Linked DNA regions of Zea mays: all the other regions are linked to region 2. A link is a contact called in public Hi-C data. All regions are on one chromosome and are shown on one strand. The core of a region is the stretch at or near the end of the contact, and the rest is flanking DNA. Distances in the headings are between cores, read along the strand shown. Region 1 has its middle 3.9 kb from the start of LOC111590710. Region 2 holds the start of LOC103643131 (protein indeterminate-domain 16). Region 3 holds the start of LOC100192506 (Zinc transporter SLC39A7).

What was found. A called contact is a pair of places that touch in the nucleus more often than the background predicts.
Region 1: a contact with region 2 is called in a Hi-C map of leaf, with 2.9 times the contacts expected there. The contact joins the enhancer-like site here to the promoter of LOC103643131 in region 2. A contact is called at or near these places in 9 of 25 Hi-C or Micro-C datasets (bundle sheath, ear, leaf and 2 more) and 1 of 3 datasets of contacts at active chromatin or transcription factors (leaf).
Region 3: a contact with region 2 is called in a Hi-C map of ear, with 1.8 times the contacts expected there. The contact joins the promoter of LOC100192506 here to the promoter of LOC103643131 in region 2. A contact is called at or near these places in 3 of 25 Hi-C or Micro-C datasets (bundle sheath, ear and tassel).

What each region holds. Positions count from the first base shown.
Region 1 is chr1:202,680,633-202,683,382 of Zm-B73-REFERENCE-NAM-5.0, reverse strand. No RefSeq gene overlaps it. Among protein-coding and RNA genes, the nearest start is that of LOC111590710, 3.9 kb to the right of the region's middle. Within about 2 kb of position 1,497, at least 17 of the 20 cell types and tissues checked have an H3K27ac peak or open chromatin away from gene starts, as enhancers often do. A contact at or near this core is called in bundle sheath, ear, leaf and 2 more, where this site is marked.
Region 2 is chr1:202,837,034-202,839,733 of Zm-B73-REFERENCE-NAM-5.0, reverse strand. It overlaps LOC103643131 (protein indeterminate-domain 16), which reads right to left and starts at 1,303. Exons shown (of 4, transcript XM_008666284.2): 1 at 554-1,303; 2 at 1-351. The coding sequence starts at 701.
Region 3 is chr1:203,004,865-203,007,583 of Zm-B73-REFERENCE-NAM-5.0, reverse strand. It overlaps LOC100192506 (Zinc transporter SLC39A7), which reads left to right and starts at 1,400. Exons shown (of 11, transcript NM_001137726.1): 1 at 1,400-1,887; 2 at 1,983-2,066; 3 at 2,160-2,209. The coding sequence starts at 1,530.

The DNA of each region.
Region 1 (2,750 bases), core at 248-2,747, 160 kb after region 2:
TTACCACGGGAGGTAAGTGTAAGTAACCGTGGTGACGACAAAGAGATGTTCTCAACCCCGATTGAGACCAGGCAGGATTGTCCCATATCTGGGCAGAAGAGACAGGCAGAGCTCAGAAAAGCAACTGGCCTGTGTCAGCGTGTGCACGGCCACCCACCCACTCACCTTTTCCGAGGAGGAGGAGGGCATCACGCACGCCCCCACCGGTCAGCCCCTCCGTCTCAGTCTCAGCTCAGCGGCAGCTTTCGGTTGATTGGGGAGCCGGACGTGAGCTGTGCGTGGACCTGGGAAGCGGACGTGAGCTCCGCCATCTGAAAAAGAAAATGAAAAAAACTGGAAGCCCGCCAGCAGCAACAATTACTCGGTACAGAGGCAACGACGACGAGTGTTAATTTGATGCGTGATTCTATTCTAGTAGGTTACGTTGTACTCACACTCACTGCAAGGGTATGGTTAGCATCAGAGTCAGACATCGATCAGTTGCCTCCTTCAAAGCGACTCAAGATCCAGAGCTAGCGACGTGACTCGCACATAAATGTGTCTATATATTTTCTGTCAGCTGGGCCTACAATTGTCAGCGGTGCATATGCATTGCACAGCCCAGCGCGCATGACTGACTGGCTCAAGTTAAGTTACCTACTCTAGTTCGATTCACCTGTAGCTAGCTCCTAGGTTTTAGCTTGTTTTCAGGCGAAAACTTCCCCTCGTCTGTTTGTCATCATTAGCGCTAACAACAGCTTACCAACAAGTATAAACGTCCCCTGCTGCTGCGTGGTCCAACTCCAACACGCGTTCGGTTCCAACAACAAAGTTGTCGATGAAGAAAGAAATAAGGAGCTAGCGGCAGATGTATCATCGCTCTAGTATGCATGATGATCACAACATTCTCCTGGCCGGCGGCCATGAACAATATGGCGGAGTACAATATAATAAGAGAGAGGTAACAGCTAAACCGGCCATGAGATCATCACGTCAAGTTAACGAAGTGTAGAACCATGCCGCCTTATTGCATTATTATTAGATGGTGTGGGGGTGTAGTACTTTGCTGCAGGTCAACTAGTAGTATCTGTATACCCTACACTTGGTAGCGAAATATAATGCGCTTGGCATATGCATGCCTACTGTTTTGCTATGTTCCCTATATATATATCTCCATGCCATGTGGCGTCACCTCAGCAGCGTGTGAGAGACAAAGCCAGAGGCTATATACTATACCTCGTGCTAAACCGGCCGGTCGGCGTCGATGATTAGATTGCCGACGACGCGTCGTACTATATATATGAATCGACATTATTATTCCCTTGTGGTAGTACTCTGATCATCAGTAGCTAGCTGTCGTCGGTTTCGTTTCTTCGCAGGAACGACACCGACCAGCGCTAGTGAAGGAGGGTTAGTTGCTGCGATCCTACCACAGTTAGCTAGGTTGCCTAGTCCTAATCCCAATCCTAATCCTAATCCCTCCCGTCCCAGTCCCAGCTAGAGGTGGATTGAACCCGGCAGGGCCCTGTGTAGCTAGGAGCGCATGTGATCAGGACGGGACCTCGCATTGCGTGAGAGGTCCGGGCCGATCCATCGTCATCGAGAGCACGCACTGATTGATTGATTGATTGATTGATTCGCCTGCTGATGTGCCCCGGCACAACACAAACATGCCATGTGACACTGCTCGCGCGGCCGACGACGACCGGGCACCTCGCCGCCGCCCGCCCATATAGGATCTCCGACTTCATTTCATTCCGCAACACTGTGCCGTGCCACTCTGCCGACTTGACCAACTGTTCTGTCTCTTCATTTCTTTCAAGTTTCACTGCTTCGGCCTTTGGCACTTTTTTTCCCCAACGTATGTATAAAAATAATGCTGCGCTGAAATCAAAATGCCGCATGTGGTGAATGAATGATGCGATGGGAGACACAGGCCCAACAAGGGGAGGAGCGCCGGCCGAATCGTACCCGAACTTGCATCATCTACTTTCGTTGGATGGGGCCTCAGGGTTTCGTTAGATGGGCCGGTGCTTCGGTGCTATTTTGCAAGTGGGCTGCAGGGGTTTTGGTCTAACAGGCCCGTACCGTAAGCCTTCTTTGCCTGGGGGTAGATTCCTTTCCTTTGTGGGTCGTGTCGGTCGTTGATTTTGGTTGGTGCTACTGCCATTTGCTGGGTATTATGGTTGTGTAGAAATGATGTTGTTTTTTATAAAAGCCATATACAAACTTATATACAGGTACTCTTTAGAGGAATTTATTGGTGTCGTTCTTGGGCGCTCCTCCAAAAGCATGAAGACGATGCCAAAATTATGAAGGATGCCTGCAGAAGGTTAGAAGTGTCGGTGATGCAAATCTTCGCTCATCATGGGTGACAATTTATTAATAGGATTACTATCTAAGATGTATCCTTTATGTTTTTGCTCTCCCAACTGTGCTTGAGTTTGTGCCGCATGTGGCAATGGATTTGTTTGTTTTGTGGATTTGTGTAGCCGTCATCCGTTTCGGATGTAGGTCGGGACATATTTTCCCATTATCTAAAAAAACCTCAACAAGCCTATGTAGATTTAGGCTATGTTTGAATGCACTAGATCTAATAATCATCTACTAAAATTAGCTGAAGATATCTAAATAGTCTAACAAATTAGCTAATGGGTAGTTAGCTATTTGTTAGCTAATTCTACTAGAATTTTTTTTACTCAACTAACTATAGCTCTAGTGCATTTAAACACCCACTTAAACTCTTAAGTCTCTCGTCAACAATAATTAGA
Region 2 (2,700 bases), core at 54-2,553:
TGAGGTGGGCCTTGTAGTCGGAGTGGACGGCGTAGGCCTTGGAGCAGCGGGCGCAGGCCCACTGGCGGTGGCCGCTGTGCTTGCGGCGGAAGTGCTTCTTGATGCCGACGAGGTCGCCCAGCGCGTGCGAGGGGTCGTGGTGCAGGCAGCTCGGCTCCGGGCACACGAACACGCGCTTCCGCGCCGCCTCCCCGGCCTCCCGCTTCAGCAGCTTCCACGGCACCTTGTGCCGCCGCCGGTGCATCTGCAGGTTCTGGTCGCGCTGGAACCCCTGCCCGCAGATCTCGCACACGTACCGGTCCGACTCCAGCAGCGTCCGCGGCGACAGCGACACCACCTCCGCGTCGGGGTCTGCTAGCTCCATTGTCGCCGGCCGGCCGTGTACGTAGGCCGTAGCCAAGATTGAGTGAGTTTTGTGGAGAGCAATTTAAAAAATAATAATAATAAATAAAGCTTCTTTCTTTCTTTCTTTATATATCTCCATGCTGCCTCTCCACTTGTGTATTACGTCGTGCGTAATTGGATGCATGTTCCGTGAGAGACGGGCGCTTACCAGGAGTGCCGGCGGGACGCCGCTTCTTCTTGGCCCCGGCGGCGCTGGTGGTCGTGGCGATCTGCAGAGACCGGAACGGCTCCGGTGGCGCGGCGGCCCCCGCCTCTGGGGGCGGAAAGGCCGTCGTTGGCGCGCAAGAACTCAACATGGTGTGGTGGGGGTGGCGCCGCGCGCACGGCACTGCCGTCACTTGTGTGCCTCTCCTTCTCGCTAGATCAGTCTTTGGTTGGGTAACAAAATGCCACCCCAAGCAAATCAGCAAACCAAAGAACCGACTCCCTGTATATATCCTCTCTCCTGCAACTGTGCAAACAAATCTCTCCGTGTTCTACTTGCTCTCACGATCACAATTCAAAAGCCTGGAGCTGGAGGTCAGGCGATGGGAATGGGGCAATGGAATTGAGGCATCTCTATATAAGATTGGAGGCCGGAGGGGGAGGTAAATCACTCCTCCGGAGTGCGGACCAGATGAGAGCGAGGACGGAGGAGAGTTGTGAATAAACAAAACAAAAGGGCCGGGGGAGAGAGATGTGGGTACAGCTAGGAATGAATTTGAGAGAGAGAGAGAGGGCGAGGAGAGGGGAGAGGAGAGAGAGAGAGTGAGGGTGGAAAAGGTCTTTGGAGGAGCAGTGTTGTTTTTTTGGCTTTGCTGCTACACAGACAACACCATAGGGGGGAGGGGAGGCAGCTTTCTACCAGCTTTAGGTTTCAGCAGCTTTCTTTAGGATTGCATCATGCAGGGAGGGTGTGTGGGGAGCTCCAGGAAGGAGATGAGTTGGTTGGTGTTTTATTGGGTTCCTGCCTGGTGGGGTTAAGTTTTTTCTTTTGGATCTGGAAGCCAATTACTACTGTCTACTGGTTGCAAGTTCTAGGCCTTCTGGATGTGATGGCTTGGTTCCAAATAATCCGTTTTTATGTCTTTTATATAAAATAACGAATTTTTGTATGGGAGAGCGAGAAGATGGTGTTGAATGGAATGGATGGCTGCACAAAAATTCCTGCTCAGCTCGGCCTATGAAAGAACCTAGGCAGCGCTAGCTATCACATACCAGTAAATTTCAGATTTTTTTTTTAAAAAAAAGTAGGGAGGGATTGTTTTCATTATCCTAGAGAAGGAATCGTCTGTTTTATTTGTCATATAATGACAGTGCACAGGCGAACACTGAAAGAAAGATAACTACACGAATCATTTTTTTAAAAATATGTACGAAAATTTTGATAACCCGTTTTCATTTAATGCCAACAGAACCAGCAGTAATTTTATGTGTAGAGTTATGTTAAAACTAATTATTAACTACTCAATCTGTTTCGAAATATGTATTATCTTAGTTATGCTCATTTCAAACTTATATAACTTCGATAAGTTTTATAGGATGCACCAAAATTAATAACATCACATACTCCCTCCGTCCCAAAATAAAATTTGTTTTGGTTTTTTATTGAATTATTCATACAATACTTGATATGTGTTCTATATAGTGTCTTTATTCAACGTTATCCAGTTGAATATTTTATGACATAAAAATGAAGAGGTAAAACGAATACTATTATTTTAAAATGGACGGAGGGAGTATCGATTTAATCAATTAATCAAAGCATTGCGAATATGTATTGAAGTGGACTTACTTGGTACACGGTAGACCATGTTAATGTATGTTTCTATATCGTGAACAGCTAGAGGAGCCAATCAAGGAAGATCTTGTCAAAAAAAAAAACTAAAATGATGTACCTTTATAACCAATGCAAGGCCATCTATTGATTATCGGTTATGCTATATTGCGAATACATACATTGGATTGAAAAAAAACATGGTTATATACAAATCAACACACCGAAGCTATCAAGCTATAATCACACCGTACGTGGTGAAAAATCGCCTAATGCATGAGAAGAAAAAACACGTATGTATTGACCATGCATATGGTCGAAAGAGCCACGCTAGCTAGCTAAGGGCCTGTTTGTTTCAGCTTATAGATTATATAATCTGGATTATAATCTAAATTATATAATCCAGATTATAATCTAGATATATTATAATCTATATGTAGTTGTTTGGTAGTTTAGATTATACAAATGTAGATTATTCACAAAGACAACAATACCCTTGTTTGTTTATTTAAGGTGAGAAAAGAAGGATGGTATATATT
Region 3 (2,719 bases), core at 151-2,650, 170 kb before region 2:
TGCTTCATCAACGAAACTTGGGTGACCAGTTCTCATCCAGAAACTTATATGCTTCGATGATCTGATCCTTCACAAGCTTGCTACATGCACATGTCTTCTTTTCCTCCATAGCAACAACCTCACTGGAATACTACCCCACTTAAAAAGAATGATGGTAGAACTCTTAAATCTGGGGGATTTGGTGACTGGCATAGTTAAGCACGACTTAGACCAACCGATGGTATATAGACGTGATTGTGATTGTAAATTGTTATTTATTATGATTTTAAACATAATGAATTCACTTTATAACGATAAAAATATTTAAGTTTTAAATTATATATACAATCTTAAAGATCTTTTATATTTTTTTGAGTTTTTTAAACGAAGTAGTGCCGATACGACACGATTAGGCAATATAATGTAGTGTCTAGGCAGCTGGTTAGGCACTAGTACCGATACTGCATGACACAATTACTAATAGTGTCTAGTGTCGTGTCTAATAGTGCTAGTGTTTTTTTTATGAGGGTACAAGAACGCCACAACACACACGCGTGCGCGTCCATAACACACACATAAATAGAATGAGAGGCCTAGATCTCTAGTACATTAGAACACGTAATACCGCTGAACATGAACGCGTGTGTACCCTAAAATGTGAGAAAATTCAGTATTAAGTGCTATGGTGCCGGACAACACGTTTGACCATCTAAGGCCTTCTTCGGTTATTCCCAATACATATGGATCGGATGAGATTGGAAAAAATTAAGAAGAAGTTTGATTTGTTTGGGATTCAAACCCATTCAATCTCACTCAATTCATATGTATGTATTAAAAGCTAATCGAACAAGCTCTAAGGGAGCGGATCGACGGGCGCCGCGCGGGAGCGGATCGACGGGCGCCGCGCGGGAGCGGATCGACGGGCGCCGCGCGGGAGCGGATCCAGGGGCGCTGGCGGGAGCGGATCGACGGGCGCCGCGCGGGAGCGGATCGACGGGCGCCGCGCGGGAGCGGATCCAGGGGCGCCGCGCGGGAGCGGACCCAGGGGCGCTGGCGGGAGCGGATCCAGGGGCGGCGGGAGGGGATCCAGACGCGGATCCTGGGAGCTTGCTTGTGCTCCGATGGGGACGAAGGGGAGGAGTCGAGACGCGCCGCTGGAAGAAAAGAGGACGCTCGGGAAAAAATAAACGAAGCGTTACGTTTGTAAAGAGTGGCAGTGCGGGTAATTTCGGAGGGGAATCCGTTGAAATCTGGGGTACCACGTGATTCCAAAATAACTTACGGGAATCGGTAAATTTTAGAGAATCGCTTTCCATCCCAAGCCCCTTTGGCTGCGTTTTAAAATTCCAGAACGTGAATCTCTCCCTGGAAGTCAAACCAAAGGGACCCTAAGTGTCTATAGACCTGGATGTGGTGAGTGGTGATGCTCGGGTGGTGATTGGCATTGTCACTCGGGCTCTTCTTTGTTCTCGTCGTCGTGGTCACCATAGAGCGCGTCTGCAAGCGCTCCCACCCCAAAACCCCGCGGACGCACCGACGCGCGAGCCATAATGCGCCGCCAAAGCCTCGCCACCGTACTGCTGCTCCTGGTGGCCGCCGCGGCCCTGGCCGCCCCCGCCGCTGGGCACTTTGAGTCCTCCTGCCCCTTCTACGACCACGGCGGCCACGGCGAACCACACGAACGCCACGACCATGGCCACAGCTGCGGCGGCGGCGCGGACCATGAGCACCACCATCACCATCACCACGGCCATGGACACGGCGAGATCCAGCGGCTGCTCCCGGAGGAGATGGCGGAGGAGGCGGATCTCGAGCTCGAGTCCTTCGGTTACGAAGACCATGACCACGGCCACCACCACCACCACCACCATCACCACAGCCACGGCGACATGGAGACATCGCCCATGGGTTAGACATTTTTTTGTTCCGATCCTGCTCGTTTTTGCGCTTGAGGCGCGATTTCATCCGAGGCGATTGAATGATTTGGGGATTTGATCGAGCAGGCGTGTGGCTGAGCGCGATGGGGTGCTCGCTGCTGGTCAGTATGGCGTCCCTTGTCTGCCTCGTCCTCTTGCCGGTCATCTTCTGTGAGTGCCCCCGCTTGGCCCGTTGCAATCTGGGGATTATTTGCTTGCCCTTCTGCGCAGGTCCTGATTGTCTGGTTTATTTCAATTCTGCAGTTAAGGGGAAACCGTCTAAGGCCATAGTGGATTCGCTTGCAGTGTTTGGGGTAAGTGGGGATTGTGCAGCTCTTTGAAGGATCTTGCTAAATCGAGCTAGCAAATGGATATTTGTCTACAATCTACTCAACTTTGTGTGTTTTCCTTAGCAAATCCTGAGAGCTACCTAGCCAAGTACATTACATTTCTCCTGTCAGTCTAGCGAACGCAACTTGAAATTCATGTACCCTATGATAATCTTCTGCAATTACAAGCTATTAAAAAGTAATATCTGCATTCAGTGAAAGTCACAGAGATGAATTATCTGGTATCCTGTGAATTTTGTTTCATCCAGGGGCAATTGACCCTGCATATGAAATGTTGCCTCTAAAATTTTGTCCATGATGGATGTTGTAAATAGCATAGAAAACTCAGGTTGTATCGAAATTCATTCTGATGTGTTTCTACTCATTCAGCAGAGAATAAATCAACCAAACAGTGCGACAAAAGTAGACAAATGGAATCATGTCATCTGTTTGAAACACATACTTGATTACATAAAACTGTATTGTAACGGATCT